Linked DNA regions of Mus musculus: region 1 is linked to region 2. The links are chromatin contacts, called in public promoter capture Hi-C maps. All regions are on one chromosome and are shown on one strand. Each heading gives the region's core, a stretch centred on a gene start, on an enhancer-like site or on the middle of the called end of the contact. The rest is flanking DNA. Distances are from core to core; before and after follow the strand shown.

Region 1 (3,718 bases), core at 389-2,888, 670 kb after region 2:
ACCCAGGGCAAGATGTGAGATTACTAGTTGTTTGGGAAGTGGCACATCTGCTGGGGACTCACTCTGGCAGCTGCTGCCACCTGTGAAGACCACACGTGATATTCACATAGCTTCTCTGAGTAGCTCCAGCTGTTCTCTTGGTACAGATGTAGAAGGACGCTTTGGGTCTCCCTTGGGACTGCACCCTGCTTCTATTTCCTATGCATGCCTGTTAGGTTCCATGGAAAGGCCCTTTCCAGCATCAGGAGTGTACAGCCCACTGTGATTGTTACCCAGCTCTGGGCAGTTGGTCCTGACTTGTATAGAGAGTTGGCTCAACACAACTAGAGGGAGCACACCACTAAGCAGTTTTTATCCATGGTCTCTGCTCCAGGTTCCCGTCCTGAGTTCTATTATCTGGAAATGTAAGATAAAACAAACTCTTTTCTCCTCAGGTGGCTTTTGGTTAAAATATTAAATTACATCGATAGGAGACAGGGTAGAACAAGGCCCGTTCAGTAAGTTACTGAAAACCAAGACCCTATGCACAACATACATGTTTTTAAGAAGAAAATCGATTATATTAACATATGTCAAAATGTTAACATTTTTTTCTATAGTAATAAATTGCTTCTTTATTGACATACATCGAGATCTAGCAGAGTAGCTACCTAATAACAACTGTAATTTGAAACATCTGCAACAACCAACTTTTCTGGATAAAACAGTATTTTCTACTGATAATTGGGTTGTTGGTACAGTCTCCTGCCTTTGTGGTTTACTGTCTACATTCATAAGAGAAAACATGCTAATCTAAATGTCAGAGGATAATAAAAAATGGTTCACTAAAATGTATATTGTTTGTTCTCAACCAAGTTCTGAGCGTCCCTGAAGCAAGTTTTTCTATCCTAAAATAAACATGCCTCAAAAGCCAACACCTCGCTGGAAAGCCCCACCCTATGCCCGCGAGACTCAAGCCTTCAAGCCACCCACACGGACCTCTAGCTGTCTCTATCTATGCAGTTCTAACTAGACTAGGAAACTTAGGGTAAGAAAAGGGGACAATAGCTAAACTCCAGGGCCCAAGATAGAAGGACTCAGTGTTCCCTACCTAGAGATCTTCCCACAAAAATCTGAGTTGACTTTTTTCTTTTCTTTTCTTTTCTTTTCTTTTCTTTTCTTTTCTTTTCTTTCTTTCTTTTTTTTTTTTTTAAAAAAAAAACCAAAACTCATCAGCACAGAGAAGCCCGCTTCCTAGGCCTGAATGAAACAGTGTGTTTTTAAGTAGCACAGCAACGTTTTCGACGTTTGGGTCCCTGGGGAGCCAGCGAGTATGCAACATCAAGCCAACCCCAAGAGCTGGGCATACTTAGGCGCGTCTTGAACCCTTGGAGAACGGATGTCTTTGCAAGTCAGCCCTATGAGGCCCGCAGTTCAGTGACAGGTAGAAAAAAAGCCTGGCTAGTCTTGCCAAGCTCCGGGACGCTTCCGGGCAGGTGGCGGGAAGGTGGGAGGGCTGCGGCGGGTGCGCCGCTGCGGGGCGGGGCCGGCAGGGAAGGTGCGTGTGGCGGGCGGGGCCTCGGGAGGGGCGGGGCGGGGCGGGGCGGGGCCGGAGTCCCGGTCACTCGATAAAACGCTTGAGAGTCTCCAGAGAACAACGGGCTCATTGAGCAGCAGCTAGCTGCGGGCGTGGGGGAGCGGCCGCACAGTGAGCGTGAGCCGGCCGGGGGTGGGGCCGCGCGCAGGGGCGACCGAGGCCAAGTGGCCGCAGCGGCGCGCCAGGCAGCCCGGCCCCGGCCCCGAGCCCGCGCGCACAGAGGCCGCAGCAGCTCCGCGGGTCCCTCCCACCGCGCGCGCCCATGGCGGTCGCGGGCCAGTTGTGCCTGCTCTACCTGTCCGCGGGGCTTCTAGCCCGGCTGGGTACAGCCTTCAACCTGGACACCCGCGAGGACAACGTGATCCGGAAATCGGGGGATCCCGGGAGCCTCTTCGGCTTCTCGCTCGCCATGCACTGGCAGTTGCAGCCGGAGGACAAGCGGCTGTGAGTTCCCCGACTCTTCCCATCCCCACCGGGGCGCCGCGCTGCGCCAGGGAGAACGAGGGCGCGCCCTGCTGCCGCCCGTCCCGCGTGCCCAGAGCCTATCCGTGGGCTAGCCCAGCTCGGCTCTGCTCTGCCCTGGCCTTCCCTACCTTGCCCTGCCCTGCCCTGCCCTGCCCGCTCGCACTTCTTCGGCCCAAGACTTGAGAGATCCGGGCCCGCCGCGCCCTGCACACGGCGCCTCCCGGGAGTGAGGAGAGCCGAAGGGACAAACCCCGGGCCCGGCCCCGGGATACTTGACTTTCCCCCTCCCCTGAAGTGCTTTCCGCGGTTCTCCACTTCGGGCTTAGTTTGCAGGGACCCCGGCAGGTGGCACGCTTTGCTGAGCTTCACGTGTGCACTAGGGACAGTGATGGGACACAGGGTTGCGGGAAGTCTTCCAGGGAAATGCAGGCCTTTCTCCAACTCTCCGACCGTCCGGTCCCCTCCCTCGTTCGCGCGCCGCGTGGAAGTTGGGAAGCCACTTTTCGCTGTCCCGTATGACTTTCCCTGCAGAGTGGGCTCTCCTGCAGGAGATACTTTAACATGCTTCTTAAAAAGCACCTGTTCCTCAGGACTAGCTCAGCTGTGAAAACAGGCTTCTTCGAGTCGGTGTGCTAGCTCCCCCTCCCAGCTCCCTGATAGATCAGCAGCACTCAAGGATCCTCCGGCCCCAGTGCTGGGTGGGCCTCACGGAGGAGTTAGAGCAAAGTGCCCCTTCTAGGAGGGACTTAGAAAAGAAGGTTCGGAAGTGACAGTCATCCTCCCAAGTGTTTCTTCCAGGAGAAAGCGACTGGCTCTGCCTTTTAAACAGTGTTGGCTCCCACATGACCCAGTTCTTTGATTGGGGAAGATTTTCTGGAGCTTAGTCGCCCAGTCGCAGTGGGGTTAAATTCTTGATCCATGCTCATTCCCACAACAAAAGGTCCTCCTCCCCGCCCAGGTCTTGAGTTGAACCCAGGTCCTTCCAGGACCAGCAGACCGGAGAGAACAGAGTGCAGCCAAGGGGAAAGGAGAGGCCAGAATTATTTTAAACTGGAGAAAACTCCCTTTTCGGATATTTAACAACTTTGGGGTTTGTGCATATTGTGGACTTCAAAATCTTAAGGTCAGATTTTTCTGATACCACCTGCTAGGTGAAGCAGAAGTCTATTGTGGGTGGGATAGTCCCGGGCAGGGAGGGGGTCTGACTCTGCAGGCGTGGCATTCTCCCGAAAATAATTGTTGGTCAGCTGTAAATCTGAAGTGAGAGGGTTTGTTTGTTTGTTTGTCAACTCAAGAGGATGACATTTCAAATCTCAAACACTATTCGAGAAACACATACATTTACCCATGGAGGATTTGAACTTAGTATAGAAGTGACTGTGGGCCAACAGAGGGAAAACATTCTTTGCCTTTATTTAGCATTCTGTCTGTATCAGACCACAGAGATTGGCTTCCTGGATGGACATGTCCAAGCAGACATTATAATGGGGGGAAACTGGGGCAAGAAATGTCCTGAGGACAATGATTTCAAATTGTGCCTTTAGCCAGGAATCACTGTTGTCATTAAGGTGAGCAGCCTTGGGCCTGCTAAAACTTGTCACTACCGCAGGGCTTCTCTGCTATTACAGCTGCTACAGGTCCTCCCAAGACAAGTTCTGGTGCCTTTAAAAAAAAAAA
Region 2 (3,629 bases), core at 92-2,591:
GCACATGTGTGTGCTCACGTGTGCACATGCGCACACACAGGTGTGCACACACAGAGACACACTCGCGCGAGCTTTGCGCGCGCGCGCGCGCGCACACACACACACACACACACACACACACACACACACACACACACTACCTTTCCTGTGTTTTGTAAGGTCTCTAAGGGCTAGAGGGAGCATTCCCAAATGCACTTTGGAAGCCGAGGCATCCAGCACCCTTTTCCTCTGATAGTGATGCTCAATGTCTCACCTAGAAGGGCAAGGATAACGGAAAAGGACAGGAAGCCAGTGTCTCTTCATCAAGTTAAGTCACTCAGGGAGGTTTAAGGTCTAGGCTCACATTGGTTTGAGCAGGCAGACATCTTTAAACTCATTTTAGCACACTCCAGGCAAGTCCAGGGCTGTGACTGCCTGTCTTCCCTGGCGCAACTGCAAGTTGCAGGTGGCTTATATTCTGTTATTTCTGTCTTTTCCAGCTGTTATTGTTACTATTTTTGATATCGGATAGCATGTACCTCAGGCTGGCTTCACACTCTCCATGTAACTGGGGATGATATTAAACATCTGATCCTCCTGCCTCTACTTTTCCCATGGTAAAATTATAAGGGGTGTGTCACTTCTAAGGACTGTTCTAAGGACTGTGCCCAGGTCTTTGTGCGCGCTAGGCAAACCTAAGTAAGACCAATTTAGCTGCGCTTTCAGCCTTCTCTTTCTCTCTTCTCTGTTTTGATGTTGAGGCAGGCTTTCTATAGCGGTCTGGTCTGGAACTCTCTATGTAGCTTAGAGTGGTTTTACACTTGTGGCTATCCTCCCGCCTCAGCTTTCTGAATGTTGGGGTCACAGGTGAGCTCCACTACACTCTCATCCCTACAGGTGCTTCCTTACACGGTAAGGCCAAGTCCACTGCTGCCCTCAGCAGCAGACCCTCTGGGGGGTCAGGAAGCCTGGATAACTACAACCGCAGGCTTCACCACTTTCAGTGAATCTGTCTCTGGTGACAAAGAGTGTGTACCACCGCCCTCCACAAGAATAAGGAAACAAGGCGCATAGAGTTGAAGCAAAGTGGTAGGCTTGAGCTCCTGGGCGCTGTCTTGGTGAGGAACTGACTCACACTCAAGGAGGTTGGATGCTTCTTCAGGTGGTGGCCACCACGGCAGCCAGAGCTCACGGTGCAGCCGCGTGATCGGGGGTGGAGGATGGGGGATAAGGGGTGGGACCGTCTGGAGCTTGGGCCCGCGGCACCCCCGGGAGGCCCCACAGCCTGTTACCCTAAGAAAGCCCCTCCCCACGGGCGGAGACGGCGCCGAGAAGTCGCCGCCCCGGCCCCACCGCCGGGCCAGTACCCCGAGGCCACGGCCGCAACACCAAGTTCTCCAGCAGGCTGTCGTGGAGCATGGGGTGCTGATGGCCATGGAGGGCTACCGGGGCTTCCTGGGGCTGCTGGTGTCCGCGCTGCTCGTGGGCTTCCTGTCGGTGATCTTCGTGCTCATCTGGGTCCTGCACTTCCGAGAGGGGCTTGGCTGGAACGGCAGCGGGCTCGAGTTTAACTGGCACCCGGTGCTCGCGGTGACCGGCTTCGTCTTCATCCAGGGCATCGGTACTGGGATCCTCGAGGGGGTTGGTGGGGTCACTGCGCGATGGGACCCGGGACGCCGTCGTGGATTCCAAGGAATTCATGAAACTAGGGAAAGTTACTCAGGTGGGCAGGGCCTGCGCAGTCAGGGACGCGAAACCCCAGCTTCGGTGAGGCTGGCCTTTGAACTTGCTTCAGGTCTCCTAGGCGGGGAGCTCAAGTCTCCGCGCAGCATCGTCAGTTGGTGCCTCTCCATCCTTTCCCCTGTCCTGTTCTTTCCTCCGGAGTTCTGGGCACCTCCATCAGTCACCGGCTGCTGCCTGGCTGCGCTCCATTTGTTGATGTGGCGAAAGTTCCTTGGCGGAGTTTTGTGGTCTTGAATCTGACAGGGAGATGAAAGCTGAGAGTGGCCCCAAGGGACCGCTGGACGCCCGGGATCCATCTATCTCTCTCTCTCTCTCTCTCTCTCTCTCTCTCTCTCTCTCTCTCTCTCTCCCCCTGCAATTCTACTCTTCATCTTCACTGTCTTCTTCAGCTAATGGGGCACCGCACGTTTCACTTTTCCAAAAAGGCGGTGACAGCGAGAATGCATTCAGAAAAGCCAAGCTGTTGTGCTGGGCTTGCTTAGCACAAACTGTTTGAGAGGCTCGGAACAGGTTCTAGCAGCCTGGCTTCTGAACAGGCCTCCTCTTCTTCACCAATACTAAAAGTCCCACAAATGAGCAAACAGAAGCACTGGCTTCGTTCCTAAAGAAAAATGTGTGTGTGTGTGTGTGTGTGTGTGTGTGTGTGTGTTGCACCCCCCGCCCTCCCCCCCCAACCCCGCGCATGCTTTAAACCGGTGCTACGGCCTCCAGCAAGAGTGGTCAGCCTTCTTCCATGGGAATCTGGAGAAGGTAATACTAATGCTGAGCTACTGTGGTGTGAGGTAGGCATCCAAGCCATTTCGCTGCAGAGTTCCCAGCTATTTGGCCACTACCCTAAAATGAGAAAAACATATCCAGGTTCTAAAGTTCCAACCACCAGAAGCACTCTTTCCATCACGGTGGAGCGCTTTCGTTTGGCCAGAGTTGTTAATATCCTCTGTTTAATTAAATAGTCCCAAACACCTCTTCGTGGCTTCCAGCCACCCAGAACAGCTCCGGACGCCGTGAGACCCTTTAGATGTTTGGACGGAGTGCTGTAGTTGAGGGTGAGGGAAACACAGATGACAGCGGGTTACCTGTCAGGCGGGTTAACCCAACAGAAGACATTCACAAAAGTACAAACATTCCTGAGCATCTTCTGTGTCTTCACTGGATGCATTATATGAGTGTGAGCCGACGCAGAGGCGCTAACCCATGGACATAGAAATTCTTCTAAGCGCCTTATTCTCAACAATTCCCCCTCCCCCCAGTGCTCTTCGCTTTTATGGCAATATGCTCACTTTCTGAAACATGGACTTTACAGCAAGCCAAAATATCATCTAAAATATACTTTGAGACTCTCCATTCATATTGGAACGCATTTCACTCTTTTCCTAAAGATTTCTACTTTCTCTAAACTTTGCACTTAATCTGTTTACTTACCTTGGTGCAAAAACACGTATACGGGTGTACTGGAATTTTCATCTGCTGCTCTTAGACAAGGCTTGTTTCTTCTAAGCTCAGTACGTCTGTTTGTGCTAATGTTCCACTGCTTGGCTGGTCAACATTTACAATCCTGGTTACAAGGATTCTCGATTTGCAACATGGTTGCAACACGTTTTAATCACATAAAGTGGTTAATGAACATAAACTAGCTTTTTCATACATGTAGCCGCATGCAGAGTTCTTATTAGTTCTTCCATACCTTGGTCCACAAATACTCCTCATCCCATCAGTGAGAAGGCAGCATTGATTGGAAGGAACAAACACAGATCCTCTTCTGTTTAGAACCATCTTAGATGCTCAGCAAATCCATCCGAAGTTGCAAGTTGAGGCTGCATTTGCTACACCTGACTCGTGGCTTAGCAACTGTATACCATAGAGTGTTACTGTTTATAACCTTGAGATTGAGTGCCTAGCTCATTGCC

The links. Promoter capture Hi-C pulls out the DNA fragments that hold promoters and counts their contacts.
Region 1: a contact with region 2 is called in a promoter capture Hi-C map of hippocampal neurons, with 5 times the contacts expected there. The contact joins the promoter of Itga6 here to the promoter of Cybrd1 in region 2. A contact is called at or near these places in 4 of 39 promoter capture datasets (hippocampal neurons, liver and maxillary cranial neural crest).

The regions. Positions count from the first base shown.
Region 1 is chr2:71,785,301-71,789,018 of GRCm38.p6, forward strand. Itga6 (integrin alpha 6) reads left to right here and starts at 1,639. Exons shown (of 26, transcript NM_008397.4): 1 at 1,639-2,020. The coding sequence starts at 1,839.
Region 2 is chr2:71,116,713-71,120,341 of GRCm38.p6, forward strand. Cybrd1 (cytochrome b reductase 1) reads left to right here and starts at 1,342. Exons shown (of 4, transcript NM_028593.2): 1 at 1,342-1,600. The coding sequence starts at 1,408.